3 separate regions of the Mus musculus genome follow, and all the other regions are linked to region 2. Evidence: chromatin contacts called from public HiChIP or PLAC-seq and promoter capture Hi-C data. All regions are on one chromosome and are shown on one strand. Each heading gives the region's core, a stretch centred on a gene start, on an enhancer-like site or on the middle of the called end of the contact. The rest is flanking DNA. Distances are from core to core; before and after follow the strand shown.

Region 1 (4,960 bases), core at 1,077-3,576, 380 kb after region 2:
CAAGTGGAAAAGTGTTGCGGACAAGGGCCTGTGCTGGGGAGATGCTCAGTAAGTTGAATAAGATAAAGGAAGACTAGAGATGGAGGAATGAATGGAGAGCGGCGTCATTAACTCCAGACGTAGACTGGAGGGTTTTCTTGTTTGTTTGTTTGTTTGTTTGTTTGTTTGTTTGTTTGTTTTAGGTGGATGGAAATCCTTTGTGGGAAGATGTACTGCTGAGTGTTAAGCAAGTGGGGTCTGCCCACTGTTAGATGTCTCTTCTTCCCGAGCTTTCTTCTTTCCCCTTGGCCCCTCAGCTCAATCAAGGGAAGTGAGGGCCCACCACCTGTGGTGTCCCCTGAGGTTTGCCTGTGGCAAACAGGAAGTCACAGCCCAGTAGAGATAGGCCTGGGACTCAACTGAGAAAGCAGGTCTCTTGGGTCTCTAGTCTTTCCTCTGAGTGCTGTCATCAGTGAAAGATATGCGCACACACTCAGGCACACAGACACAGATACACAGATACACATACACACCACATACACACAGGCACACACAGACACAGACACACATAACACTCACACAGGTACACACACACACAGGCACACACACGCGTGCATACACACTGTACCACCTCTGTGTGACTTTAGACAATGCTCTTCCAGTCTTGAAGCCTGAACCCAATGTCTATGCGTCTCCTCCATTTCTGAAGCAGGGATTACCTGGAGAACAAAGGGATCCTAATAAGAAGCCATTTTGAAAGACCACTGCAAAGCACACGGCTCTTGCTCCCCATCCACTGTCTAGCCCCCTCCCAGCTCTGATTGCCATGTCCCCAGCACAGTTTCTGGTCTGCTCTCTTACTAACCTGCTTAGAGATGAGGAAATTTAACCATGGTTTATGACTGGGCGCCACTCTCAGCCATAAACTGATGATGACTCTCAGAAACTGAACTGTAAACTAGGCCAAAAAAGCCACACAACACACACACACACCACATACACACACAAACCACATACACACAATACTACATACAAACTACATATACACACACACACAACACACATACACACACCACATACACACACAGACACATCACACATACATACTACATACACAAACCACATACACACATTACTACATACAAACTACATATACACATACCACATACACACACATACACTACATAAAATATTATACACACAGAGACCACACACACACTCACACACCACAAAGAGACCACATACACACACACACACACACACACACACACACACACACCCCATACACATCACACACTTTTTTCTTGTGCTACAACTCAGGGAATTGTATATGGTAGGCAAGTGTACTACCACTGGGCTACATTATCTACCCAGCTCACAGTCCCTTTCTTTGGGGGGTGGAGGGTAGGGTGGGATTGAGACAGATTCTCACTATGTAGCCATGGCTGGCCTGAAACTTACAGCGATCCACTTGTTGCTGCCTCCCAGTTGCTGGGATTAAAGGTGTGTGCCACTCTGCCTGTTTGGCTCTTTCTTTTTTGAGGGGGAGGTCTTGCTATATAGTCTAAGCTAGAATGAAACCTAAAATGTGTGTGTGTTTGTGTGTGTGTGTCTGTGTGTGTGTGTGTGTCTGTCTGTCTGTCTGCGTCTATGTCTGTGTGGTAGGAGGGATTAAATCTAGGGTCTTGTATATACTTTGGCACTGAACTATGTCCTCAACTTTTTAAAAAAGTATTTTTTAATTTTCAGATAAGGTCTCCCTGAGTACTTTAGAGTGGCTTTGAACTCACTCTGCAGTCCAAGCTGGCCTTGACTTTTGTGATCCTCTCCAGTAACTGGAATTATAAGCCTGGATCACCAGACCCAATATAAAAATCCTAATGCTATCCCCAGATGATAGAGGAAAAAAAGCGGATGCCAGACATTGTGGCATATGCCTTTAACTTCACCAGCTGGGAAACAGAGGTGTAAAATAAGGTCAGAGCCTGGAGCCTGGAGAGAGGAGGAGAAAGAAAACCCTAACTTAAGCCTGCACCCACTCATCTGAAAAATATTTAACAGGTGCCACTATGTGGAAAGCTCTGTGTGTGCAGTAGTGAAGATGTTAGCCTTACCCGGAGGAACTCCCATGCCAAACCATATAGAAGGTCACACACTTGGGCTAAGTGCTGGGTGACAGGGAGGGGGACAAGTGTTGTGGATTTGGAAGAGTGCCTGCAAATGGAGGCCTAACCTAAGGTGTGACCACCCCTTTCCTCTATACGGGGACTGCCACCACCCTCACAGACACCCATGGTTCATTGCCCACTAGGCTCCTGCTCGCCCCAGCATCCTCTGCGCAGCCACGCAGAAGCCGGGTGCCCCAGGGAGCCTGGCTACCATGCCATCTCCTCTCCCTGTCTCCTTCCTCCTCTTTCTTACCTTAGTAGGAGGCAGGCCCCAGAAGTCCTTACTGGTGGAGGTAGAAGGTATGTCTATCTATCTGTCTGTACGTCTGGGGGGAAGGAGCTAGGGTTGAAAGTCTGGGTTCTGAGTTGAGTAACTGGCCTTCTTGGAGCCTCCATTTTCTTACTTGTAAACTGGGAGGAGTCAGAAAGACCCTTAGAGCTTCCATATGGTGGACTTCTGGGGTCCTTTGATTTATGAGGAGGGAAGAGGGGCTGGGGCTCCCCTTTTCCTCTCCCCACAGAGGGAGGCAATGTTGTGCTGCCATGCCTCCCGGACTCCTCACCTGTCTCTTCTGAGAAGCTGGCTTGGTATCGAGGTAACCAGTCAACACCCTTCCTGGAGCTGAGCCCCGGGTCCCCTGGCCTGGGATTGCACGTGGGGTCCCTGGGCATCTTGCTAGTGATTGTCAATGTCTCAGACCATATGGGGGGCTTCTACCTGTGCCAGAAGAGGCCCCCTTTCAAGGACATCTGGCAGCCTGCCTGGACAGTGAACGTGGAGGATAGTGGTGAGTGCCTGGTGGGGCTGGGTTGTGGAGGTAAAGAGGAGCTCTCCATGGACAGAGGAAGTTCTTTGGTCTGGCAGGGCTGCAGCGGCGAAGAAGGAATTAGTTCTAGGCACCTACTTCCTATGGTTTGGTAACTGCTCTGAGCTACTCCGTATCTCTGTCTCGCTTGTCTGTTAGTCATAGTTGCTTTCTCCCTGTATCTCTGGCTCTGCTCTTCCCAGCCTTTGTATCTCCCCCTTCTCCTGGTCTGTATCTAGTCTGGGGTCTCTTCCCAGGGGAGATGTTCCGGTGGAATGCTTCAGACGTCAGGGACCTGGACTGTGACCTAAGGAACAGGTCCTCTGGGAGCCACAGGTCCACTTCTGGTTCCCAGCTGTATGTGTGGGCTAAAGACCATCCTAAGGTCTGGGGAACAAAGCCTGTATGTGCCCCTCGGGGGAGCAGTTTGAATCAGAGTCTAATCAACCAAGGTAAGGGGACAGTGCTGTGTGGATGCTGGGAAGTGGGGGCTCAAGGATAGGGAGGGTGCTGGGAACTCGGGGGTTGGGGGAGATGATTGTATTTTCCTTACCTCTTCTCTCCCTGCCTTAGATCTCACTGTGGCACCCGGCTCCACACTTTGGCTGTCCTGTGGGGTACCCCCTGTCCCAGTGGCCAAAGGCTCCATCTCCTGGACCCATGTGCATCCTAGGAGACCTAATGTTTCACTACTGAGCCTAAGCCTTGGGGGAGAGCACCCGGTCAGAGAGATGTGGGTTTGGGGGTCTCTTCTGCTTCTGCCCCAAGCCACAGCTTTAGATGAAGGCACCTATTATTGTCTCCGAGGAAACCTGACCATCGAGAGGCACGTGAAGGTCATTGCAAGGTCAGGTAGGGTTTCTTCCAATTCTGGGACTCTGTGTGGAGCTACTGGAAGAATTGGAAGAGTTAGGGGTGTGGTTCTGTGGTCGAGTGTGTGTTTAGCATGGATGAGGCTCTGTTTCCACCCCTAGAAGTCTCTGTGTGTAGAGACAGACAGAAAGGAAGGCAGACAGACAGACTGACAGACAGACAGACAGACAGACAAGGACTGATAGTGTATAAATGTAACCCTAGAACTTGGGAGGCTGAGGCGTGAGTACAAGTACTAAGTACTAAGCCAGACTTGGAGCTGGCACCAGGACCAGTCTCAAGACTCCAGTTTGTTCACTGAATCCTAACTCCAGCTTTTTGTTCATCGCTTCTGAGAACTCGTTTTTCTGGGTCTCCTGTGAGCTTTGCTGACTGCTTCCTCCACCACCGCTCTGCTGACTGCTTCCTCCACCACCGCTCCCTGTTGGATGGAGCCCTGGGCCTTGTACTCGCTCCTATCCACACCCTCGTCTTGTTTGGCATTCTTCACTCCCGTGGTTCCTAGGTTACCATGCCTTATACCTTCCCTGGGCACTATACTCCCCATACCCAGTCATCTCCTGGGATGGCCATTTCATGCCTCAGGGACATTTCAGGCTTGATATATAAAGTGAAATGAACATCTTGCCCACATATACTCTTTGGGTGGCTTTGCACAAATGGAGCACCCAGAAGAATATACATGGGTCCATTTGCCCAAGTTAGGAGCTTGACTATCTTCTTTTTCCTCACTCCATCCATCAAATTTGCCACAACACCTCGCCTATGCTTCTCCTTAATACAATGCTACCATGCTATCCTGACCACAACTGTTAAGTGCTACGACCTCAGCTTCCACTCTAAACGTGATCCCAACATGTGTTGAATCTCAGCTCTGACTTGGTAGACTCACAAAATGCCCTACATTTTGACCATGATTACCCCTAACTGCGGAATTGACTCCCTAGTCCTCACCTTGCTAGGATGGCCGTGCTTTATATGCGGTTAGTTACTGTCTTGTGCTCCGTGGCTCAATCCTTGTGCTCCTGGGAACAACTGGTTCTTCCTTAGTGGACGGGAGAAGAGCCCCCTGGAGAGATTAAGGCTTGAGGTCTGTGTCCTGCTCTGGGCTCTCAGCCGTATGCCCCTTGAGGG
Region 2 (4,730 bases), core at 2,060-4,559:
TCTGTCTCGGGTTAGAGGAGCCGTGGGCTACAGGGGTGAATGCTCCTATGTCTCAGGACATTATGTCCATGAGACAGACAGACAGACAGACAGACAGAAGAGGCCTTCTTCTGCCTTTGCCTAAGGAGAGTAAAGTGATATGCTTAGGTTAGTTCATGTGGTCACACTCTCTGTGTCTCAGGCACCTGCTGAGCATAAATCTCATACTAAACAGAGCACTAGGCCAATGATCCTTGCTTTTGAAGCCTTAGAATGAAGCCAGCATTCCTGGCCTTGGGAGGGCAGGCACGGGAGACTCCAAGGCCTGGGGAAAGCAACTCTAGTCCAAACCAGTTTCTCTTGCTGGTTGTAGTCTTTTGGGCAAACCACTGAGTTTCTATCTCATTATTTTGTGATGAGCCCCCCACGAGTGTGACCCCCATTCAAGGTGGCTCAGAAGCAGAGTGCTTGCCTTGTGTTTGTGACATCCCAAGTTCAATTCATCACTGAGGAAACCCCTCCCTTTAAGATTTATCTTATCTCTGAACGTTTTGCCCGATTGTATGACTCGTATGTATCTGAGGAAGTCAGAAGAAAATGTCAGATCCCCAGGATCTTGGGATCTGGAGTCGTGATGGCTGTGAGTCACTGTATATATGTGCTGGGAGCTGAACTCAGGTCCTCTGGAAGAACAGCCATTGCTCTTAACCACTGAGCCATGGTCCGGACACCTGGCTTAGACAGGGTCCCTTTCTGTCAGTGGTTCTCAACCTGTGGGTTATGGCCCTTTGTGGGGGTGGAGGTGGGTATTAACTTATACAGGGCTGACCTAAGGTTATAAAAACCCAGATATTTATGATTCATAACAGCAAAATTACAGGTGTAAAGTAGCAACAAAAATTCTTTTTTGGTTGGGAGTCACCACAACATGGGGAACTGTATTAAAAGGTAGCATTAGGAAGGTTGGGAACCACTGCTCTGCGTAGCCCTGGCTATCCTAGAACTCAAATAGTAGATCAGGCTGGTCCAAACTCACAGAGATCTATCTCTGCCAGCGTCAGCACTAGGAAGTGAGTAAATTCCATGATAGCCAGGCCATACAGTGAAACCCTGTCTCAAAACAGGACAAGAGGAACCCCAGTACTTAGTAGGTTGAAGTAAGGATTGTCATTTTTTTTGAGGCCAGCTTGGGTTTCATGGCTCTTGACTAGTCTGAGCTGTAGAGGGAGAGCCTGTCTCACGAGGAACGTTAGGAGGAGATATTATAGTTTGGTTTCATGCCAGCAAGAAAGTCCAAAGCCCAGAAATTATCTTCATGAGGATTGAAACATGTTTCTGGTCCTGACTTCCTCTAGGTTGCATAGGGCTTTGAGAGTATAGTATACCTACTATGTGCGCATACACACACGCGCGCGCGCGCGCACGCGCGCGCGCACACACACAGGACCCAGTGGGACAGATACTTTATCACTGCTGCTGTTCAGCATGGAGGGTGCTTCCTTTCCAGTGCTTTGTCTCTCCGTCCCACTGGGCTGGTGGGTGGGTGCTCCTCAGCCCCTCTGCTTACCCACCTCTCTCTTCTCCTTTAGGGTTGGGCCCCTCGATGCCCTGGCTGCTGCCCACTGTGTGACTGTGCCTGTGCCTGCCAGCTCCCAGACTGCCAGAGCCTCAACTGCCTCTGTTTCGAGATCAAGCTCAGATGAAAGATGGGGCTGGGGACGTTGTTCTTTGGGGAGTGGCCAGTCCCCAGGGCCCCCTCTATGATCCTCAGGACATCATTACTGGAGCTACTGCACTGGAGCTATGGATGGCAGGCCCAGCCTAATTACCTGGGAACCTTGAGTTCTCTGAAAGGCAGGATTCTGAGAGCCCTTGGACCGCTGAAAAGGGCCTGATGCTCTGGCCAGTGCCCCTGCCTTTCTTCCTCTCCCTTCCCTGATAAACTATTGTATGTGAGGGTGAGGATGCAGGACATTGCTCACCCAGGCAACAGTGTGGGAGGTTTCTGCCAACCTGGACTATCAGGATAAAGGGATGGCCAGCCACACCCTGCCTTTAGACTCCTGGTTATTTTAAGAGGTGAGTATCCTGCCTGCATCTGCTCTCCTTTGGAAAAAAAAAAAAAGTACAACCACCAGCAGGCACCAGAGTCAAGGGAGGAGGGAACCAGAGGAGGCAGTGGGAGGCAATATCTAGATGTTTTCCCTTCTTGTTCTGCCTTACAGATCCTGGACCTGAGACTGATTTCTTGACTAATTTCACTGTATTTCCAAGGAAGAGGTTCCTCTAAAGACCGGTGAGTGAGCAGTGGCACCTCCTCCTCTCAAGGCAAACCAAAGCTGCCTCTTCTTCACCCCCCACGCAGGGATGAATGTCAGGAGCCTCAGGTTTCCCTAAATATAGGTCCCGGCCGCGGGATTCGTGGTGGGGAAAGGGCAGGGGTTACCGAGAAGGTCTGGGACACTGGTGCGGGGGTGTGTAGGGGAGGGGTGGGGAGTAGGAGCTGCCTTAAAACCCAGCCCTGGACTGCCGGGCTCACTCTCTGCTGACCGGGCTCTGCGGCTTCTGTCACTGCGCCACAGGTGGGCCGCTATCCGGATTGCAGGATGGGAATGGGGGTTGCGGATTGGGACCTGAGGAAACTGAGTGCTCTGAGAGTTACAGGGTGACAAGAGAGCTCCGAGACGGATTTTTTTATTTTGGAGAAGGAAATCAGGTTCGGGAAAGACCTGTCTGGCTTGGGCCAGTCCTTGTCGGTCATTTCCTCAAACTGGGTGTGTTTAGCTCGCGGGTGGTGCCTCCCGCCAATCTGCTAGGCAACGCCAGGCCTGGATACGCCACTCAGTTCCGATGTGGCCGGCACACTAGTTCTGGGAGGTTTTGCCTGCGTACCATGTCAGCTGCGCCGTGCTCTGGCCAGGGAGAGATGGAACGCGCCCTGCATTTTAGTCAAGCGACGAAGCAGGCAGGCAGGGAGGCTCCGAAGCTCTGCGTTCTTAGCAGTGACGTCAGGCTGCAACTACACAGCCGGAAGCCAGGGGTCTTGGAGGAGAGGCCAGCCACCATCTCACTCTGACCCCCTCCCTACTCTTCGCCAACCCACATTCCGGCTGAGTCACGATGTTCGCGCGCGCGCCAGGCAGGGGTTGGGGGGGGGGGTGTTGGGGGGGGGGGCCTGGTGACCTGCGGGATGTGGCTCGAGTCACGTCCTAGCGGGGCGGAGGAGGGATCGTGTTCTAGCCGCTTGTCTCCTCCCCAGTGCCGCCTCCTATCGGAGCATCTTGGGGCGGTGCTGCGCACAGTGCCCACCTTCAATTGGACGGTTCCCGTCCCTGCAAGGGAAAAAACCTGCAGAGGGCGGAGCGGCGCCTTTAAATGTCCGGGGCCCCGCCTCCCGTCCCCCCCAACCCAGCTGAATAGGCTGCGTTCTCTTGGAACGCGCAGCAGAACGAGGTTCTGGTGACCCTAGCCGCGTTCGCTCCTTAGTCCTTTCGCCTACCCACCGGCGTACCAGGCAGACCCACCCCGTCCTGTGCCAGGTGAGCGCCATTTGACACGTGCTCGGGGAAGGGTCTATGGGGTTAGGATCTTGGGCCGGTGGCGGGCAGTGCAGAGCCGTCTTCCCCACGGCCCCTCACTTCTCCTTTTTCTACCCCCACGCTTGCCCCCAGCCCGGGTTCTCCGGCCTGCGCCCTGGCGGTTCGCTGCGCCACGCAGCAACTCAGCGCGCTGAGTCATGCCGGGGGAGGAAGCAAGATGAGGTGGAAAAACAGACCCCTCTTTATTTTTGCAAAAACTCTCCGCTATGCAAAGCATCAGGGTCCCATTTCCTATTCAAGAGATCTCAAGAAGCGATGGGGAGACGGGGGCGATCGGCTCTTACACCGTCTCAGGATTTACGCGATGGGGTGGAGGAAATTGGTTTCCTTTCGGGGGAGCCCCAGGAGAGAAGGCTAAACTCCTCAGCTGCAGTACTCTGTTGCCCATTAACACTTTACTATCTTTCCTTATCTGTGACCTTGATTCTGAGTCTGGAACCGCTGTAGCGTAGAAGTGCACGTGCCTCGTACATCCTTTCCCTCCCCTTCTAACAGTATGGAGGCAAAGGTTTCGTTCTACCTGGGCTCCATAGCCCCTTTTCTGTGCTTCTGATGGCCCTGTGTTTTTCCTAATAATTAATCCTTTTCCTCGAGCTCCTCCCCCGCAACCATCACGAAGAGAGAAGCCTGACCTTGGGGTGTCCTTGAAGCCTGGGCCGGCCCTGGGTGGATTAGAAGGGGCCCCCCCACCTCAGTCGGGAAATCTTGGTTCTCTCTTAACTCTCGCCTTTGGGTTGCTATGTGGCTTTGAGCACAGATCATTTCTTTCTTGGGCTCTTTCAGATGAGGGTATTAGGCTCTCTGCCCTATTCGTGATCCTTAAATTCTAAAATATTCCCGGTTCAATTTTGTTTCTAGGCAAGGTGACCCATGGCAACGCGCAGGCCAGATGGGTCCAGCTTCAACATGACCCGCCTGTCCCTGGCTCTGGCTTTTTCCTTTCCCCCAGTTGCCAGTGAGCAACCCCACTCTGAGCTGGGCAACACCCAGCAACAGACAGAGTTAGGAAAGGTACAGGAAGAGGCAGGTCTAGTATAGGGAAGTCGGGAGTAGGGGAGAGCTCTGGGACAGGAAGTATCCCAGGACCCTCAGGGAGTGGGGCAGGGGAGGTGGGGGCTAGTGCCCTGGCCTCCAGGGAAGCTTTGTTACCGG
Region 3 (5,042 bases), core at 1,744-4,243, 370 kb before region 2:
GGGGACATGGGGTGGAGTGTGGGAGCTGGAAAGATGATTCATCATTTAAGAGGACTGGCTGCTTTTCCAGAGGACCTAAGTTCAATTCCCAGCAACCACATGATGGCTCACAACCCTCTATACTGGGATCTGATGCCCTCTTCTGTCCTGCAGGCATAGATGCAAATACAGCACTAACATGTATAAATGAATAAATCTTGAAAAAAAATTTGGAGGAGATGGCTTGGTTGCTAAGTTGCTAGATGCACAAGCATATGAGTTCCATCCCCAGAACCAAGTAAGCAAAACTGAGCCTGGAGGCTCGAGAGATGGCTTGGTGTTTAAAACATGGGACCGCCGGGCGTGGTGGCGCACGCCTTTAATCCCAACACTCGGGAGGCAGAGGCAGGCGGATTTCTGAGTTCGAGGCCAGCCTGGTCTACAAAGTGAGTTCCAGGACAGCCAGGGCTATACAGAGAAACCCTGTCTCGAAAAACCAAAAACAAAAAAAAACCCCAAAAAAACATGGGACCAAGTTCAGTCTTAGCACCACACCAAGTGCCGCACAACTGCCTATCACTCGAGCTCCCAGAGATCTTATGCCCTTTTCTGCCTTCACACACACACACACACACACACACACACACACACAGAGAGAGAGAGAGAGAGAGAGAGAGAGAGAGAGAGAGAGAGAGAGAGATACAAACATACAGACACACAGATGTACAAGACACACACACACACAGAATTAATTAAGCAACCAGAAAAACATACACATACTTATACACACATGCATACACTCATGCACATATGCTCAGAATTAGAACCATCTATAATGGGATCTGATGCACACACACACACACACACACACACACATGCACAGAGAGAATCAGTGAAAGCAACCAGAAACTTAAGGGAAAAAGAAATGATGAAATCCCAAATCATAGAACCTACGGGTTTTCCAGCCCTGACCCTGACAGGCCAGCAGAGGCCCCTGCCTTTCCCTTCCCTGAGAAGGAGATCCTACCAGGGAAAGATACCTAAAGGATGCTGCCTGTCCTCGAGGCTCGAGGTTCGTCCTCCCCTGGCCTCATTCCCCAAGCATTACACAGGATCCCAAGGTGAAATAAAGGCCCTGGGCTCTGACCTGGAGCACTGAGCCCTCTGAGTCCTGATATGGAGACCCTTACTGCCTGCTCAGGGGCAGCTCATGATGGCTGGCTGCAGGGACCCTGGATGCCAAACTCAACCAGGAAAAATGCTTTGTGAGTTTATTTTTTGTTTGAAACAGGGTCTCACTATGTAGCCCTCCCCACCCTGGAACTTGCTATGTAGACCAGGACAATTTTATTTTATTTTATTTATTTTTTTACCAGAACAATTTTAAACCCACAGAGATCTACCTGCCTCTGCCTCTCCAGGGCTGGGATCACAGACACGCACCACCACCACAGCAGTGGTATTTTACAGAAACAGAAACTTCATAGATCAGTTTTTCTGTTGTGGAATATTAGCAACTGGAAAATAGAATTCCAAGAGCCTCAGTATACAGACAAATGCCCAGCAACAAGCCAATAGGCAGAGCTGGGTCAAATCCTGGTTGTTCTATTGCTGTGATAAACAGCATGACTAAAAACATCGTGGGAAGGAAAAGGATCATTTCATGCAGTCTACCCTGAGGGAAGTCAGGGCAGGAACTCAAGGCAGGAACTGGAGTAGAGGTTGGGGGGTGGGGGGAAGCAGGGAGATGGCTGCTGCTTACTGGCTTGCTCTGCATAGCTTGCTCAGTCTGCTTTCTTCTGGAACCCAGTCTCCCTTGTTCAGGGGTAGCACCACCCACAGGAGGATGGGCCATTCCAGAACAATCTTTAATCAAGAAAGTGCCCTACTGGGAGGATGGACAGAATAAAAGAGATGAAATTCTCTGCAGCAGGGGGATCAGCCTAGCAAGGACTGAACACTGACAGCTCCCTAGATGCTCTTTATTGTTACCTAAAAGGCACCTTATCAAGTCAATTTCCACATACCAAAACTTCTTATCTGATCTCCCGGTTGTCTTGAAAGACCCGCCACCTAAGCAATTCTCAGTCACTCCACACTTCCTGGTTTGTCAGGCATGCCCCTAGACTAAGTTATGCAAAGGCTCTGAGAATAGTTCAAAAGAACAACCTTATAAAGTCCCAGATGATAATTACCAACAAAAGGCTACTTCAAAGCTTACACGCGCCATCACTCCAGATTCATGTGCAATACGAGAATTCTAAAATCCTGTCACAGATATGCCTACAGTCTAAAGGAGGTATTTTCTCAATTGAGGTTCCTTTTTCCAGAAAACTCTAGCCTGTGTCAAGTTGATACAAAACTAACCAGGCCCCAAGGCTGCTAGGCATTTGGAGAAGGCAAACCCCTTCGTCTGTGACAGTTGTGACAATGTGACAGTGCAGATAGCTCTTGGACACAGGCTTCCCTCCCTGTCCATTTACCCAGTAGCTGGATTGCTGGATCAAATGGTTCTGTTTGCTTTTCGTGGTTTTGGTTTTGGACAATGTCACACGTGGTTTCTCGTATCTCACATGAATCTGGAGTGATGGCGCGTGTAAGCTTTGAAGTAGCCTTTCGTTGGTAATTATCATCTGGGACTTTATAAGGTTGTTCTTTTGAACTATTCTCAGAGCCTTTGCATAACTTAGTCTGGGGACATGCCTGACAAGCCAGGAAGTGTGGGGTGACTGAGAATTGCCTAGGTGATGGCTCTTTCATGACTGTACTGGAACTTTCCATGTAAGCTAGGCCAGGCTGGCTTTGAACGCCCCCCCCCCTTCTTCTCCAGTGCTGGGGTTGCAGGTGTGTGCCGCTGTGCCTGACTCTCATTTCATATCATTTCAGCGTTATGATATCCCAAGACCTTTCAAACGATACTTCTCTTTTTCTCTAGGGATTAAACCCTCTCATGTGATGCACATTGTCTGCCATGGAGCTACTTCCCAGCCCGGTTTCTAGCATTTTGAGGAACCTTTGTACTGTTTTCCATAATGGTTATACTAATTTGCATTCTCACCAAGAATGTCTGAGTGTTCCCTTCTCCTCCTCCTCTCAAGCACTTCTTGTTGCTGTTAGCTTTGCTTTTTGAAGCACAGGGTCTCAATTTATAGCCCAGGCTGGCCTCAAACCTGTGGGTTTCCTGCCTCAGCCTCTTGGGTGATAGGATTAAACATACAAGCCACCAAACCTAACTCCTGGTTTTCTTTGCTAGTTTCTTTATTTTTTTGAGATAGGGTTTTTCTGTGTTACATCCTTTTCTGTGTTACATACTTTCTGTGTAGACCATGCTGGCCTCAAACTCACAGAGATCCTCCTGCCTCTACCTCCCGGAATTGCTGGGATAGAAGGCATGCACCATTACACCCAGCTTCTAATTCCATATTTTAAAAGGTTTTATTTTTTTGTATATGTGTGTGTGTCTGTGTGCAGGTATGTATATGCACGTAAGTGGAGGCAAAGATCAACCTTGTGTTAGACGGGGTCTCTCACTAGGCCCTGGACCTGGCTGTTGAGTGAGCCCCAGGGACTCCCCTGCAGTCAGCTCCCCAGAACTGAGATTATGAGCAACACCAGTGCTCCCAGATGTTTTGTGACTTTGGTTGCATGAGCCCACATACCTGCGTCCTTTTGAGAAATGTCTACTCACAAGAGCCTCTCATTCTTTAGCTTGTTTTCTACTGTTTTATTGTTTGAATATCTGGTCTACCTATCTTTTCTATCTGATGGGTAGTTTGCCCCCCCCCCTTTTTTTGTCTCACTTTGTAACCCAGGCTTCCCTGAATCTACCAGGCTGGCCTCAAACTCTTGATCCTCCTATCTCAGTCTCTTAATGCTGGATTACAAATATATCCCACCATACCCTATATATATATTTTTTCACTTTCTTTGTTCTAAACATTGCACATGGGGACTGTAAAGGCTAATCCCATTTGCCCAAGGACAGGTAACTCCCTGGGCTGCTGTTCACGTCAGATAACAAGGCCTGTGTTTTCCCTTCAGTACACAAGCTTGGTTGCCCATGCTGCACAGGAAGACCTTGATCGCCAGTAGGCAGAAGACACATGGGCAGGAAGTAGTACATCAGGATGTATGGAAGCAGAAAGTACCAGAGCCTGTGGGTTTGACCTTTGTAGGCACCCGTCTGACCTAATTGGGGGCCAATCTTCATGGATCCTGGGTATGGATCTGGCCAGGGTCCATTGTCCTAGCCAGTATTACATAAAGCTTGCTTTAATAGGTCAGTTGTCGATTTGGTCTTTCTCTTAGAAATTTTCAGCTTTAACACTCCCTGCATGCTAGCATGTGCACAGGGACGCAGCTGCTGGGGTTGTTTCTCACTTTCTCCTGCAGCTTGCAGTTGGAGTGGAGACATGTCACTGGCTTGTTCATGCTGACTTAGCGCCTGCTACATGATGCCATTCATTTACCAATCCTAACATTTTTGGTGGAGTCTTTTTGGTTTTTCTAGAGACAGCCATTTGCAAGCAAAATATACTTCCTCTTTCCCTATGGGGTGCCCCCTTTTTTTTTCTCTTGCCTAACTGGTCTGGCTAGAACACCCAGTGCTATGCTGAGTTAAGGTGGTGGAGTTGGCAACTTCTTATGCCAGAGCTCCGAGCTCTCCTCTCCTCTTGTCCTCATTTTTGAAGCTAGCTGTGGGTTTGACTTGTGTGGCGTTTACTGTGTCAAAGAACCAGACCTTCTTCACACGGTTCTCTTTTATCTGAGTGTAAGACCTCGACCCCGACCTTCAGTCAGTGGTCCTTACTTCGAGATGCCCCTGTGTGAGACACAGAGATGCAGATCGATGTGAAAGCAAGAGGTTTATTTCCTTGGCATGTCGGGTCGACCTTCAATTAGCCCCTCAAGGTGAGTTACTAAGAAGGCGACCGAGAATGGCTATTACAAGCAGTTTGTATACTTTTTAGGGGCACAGGTTACATCAGCAACGTTACAGTTCAAACTTATTGGCCAAGTGTATTGACCTTTCAGTCTATTGGCTAGCAAGCATGACACACATT

What was found. HiChIP or PLAC-seq counts read pairs in DNA pulled down with a chosen protein or histone mark. Capture Hi-C pulls out chosen DNA fragments and counts their contacts.
Region 1: a contact with region 2 is called in a promoter capture Hi-C map of adipose tissue. The contact joins the promoter of Cd19 here to the promoter of Aldoa in region 2. A contact is called at or near these places in 2 of 39 promoter capture datasets (the HPC-7 cell line and embryonic stem cells), 3 of 484 Hi-C or Micro-C datasets (B cells and embryonic stem cells), 1 of 115 datasets of contacts at active chromatin or transcription factors (pro-B cells) and 2 of 9 other capture datasets (adipose tissue and liver).
Region 3: an H3K4me3 HiChIP or PLAC-seq map of bone marrow-derived macrophages shows a contact between it and region 2, with 4 times the contacts expected there. The contact joins the enhancer-like site here to the promoter of Aldoa in region 2. A contact is called at or near these places in 5 of 39 promoter capture datasets (the C10 cell line, the HPC-7 cell line, cranial neural crest and 2 more), 15 of 115 datasets of contacts at active chromatin or transcription factors (the 230-238 cell line, bone marrow-derived macrophages, craniofacial prominence and 9 more) and 2 of 9 other capture datasets (embryonic stem cells and liver).

The regions. Positions count from the first base shown.
Region 1 is chr7:126,412,236-126,417,195 of GRCm38.p6, reverse strand. It overlaps Cd19 (CD19 antigen), which reads left to right and starts at 2,326. Exons shown (of 15, transcript NM_009844.2): 1 at 2,326-2,447; 2 at 2,669-2,935; 3 at 3,211-3,405; 4 at 3,527-3,805. The coding sequence starts at 2,360.
Region 2 is chr7:126,797,833-126,802,562 of GRCm38.p6, reverse strand. Aldoa (aldolase A, fructose-bisphosphate) reads left to right here and starts at 3,309. Exons shown (of 9, transcript NM_007438.4): 1 at 3,309-3,518.
Region 3 is chr7:127,163,717-127,168,758 of GRCm38.p6, reverse strand. No RefSeq gene overlaps it. Among named protein-coding and RNA genes, the nearest start is that of Spn, 28 kb to the right of the region's middle. Within about 2 kb of position 2,993, at least 24 of the 459 cell types and tissues checked have an H3K27ac peak or open chromatin away from gene starts, as enhancers often do. A contact at or near this core is called in the HPC-7 cell line and bone marrow-derived macrophages, where this site is marked.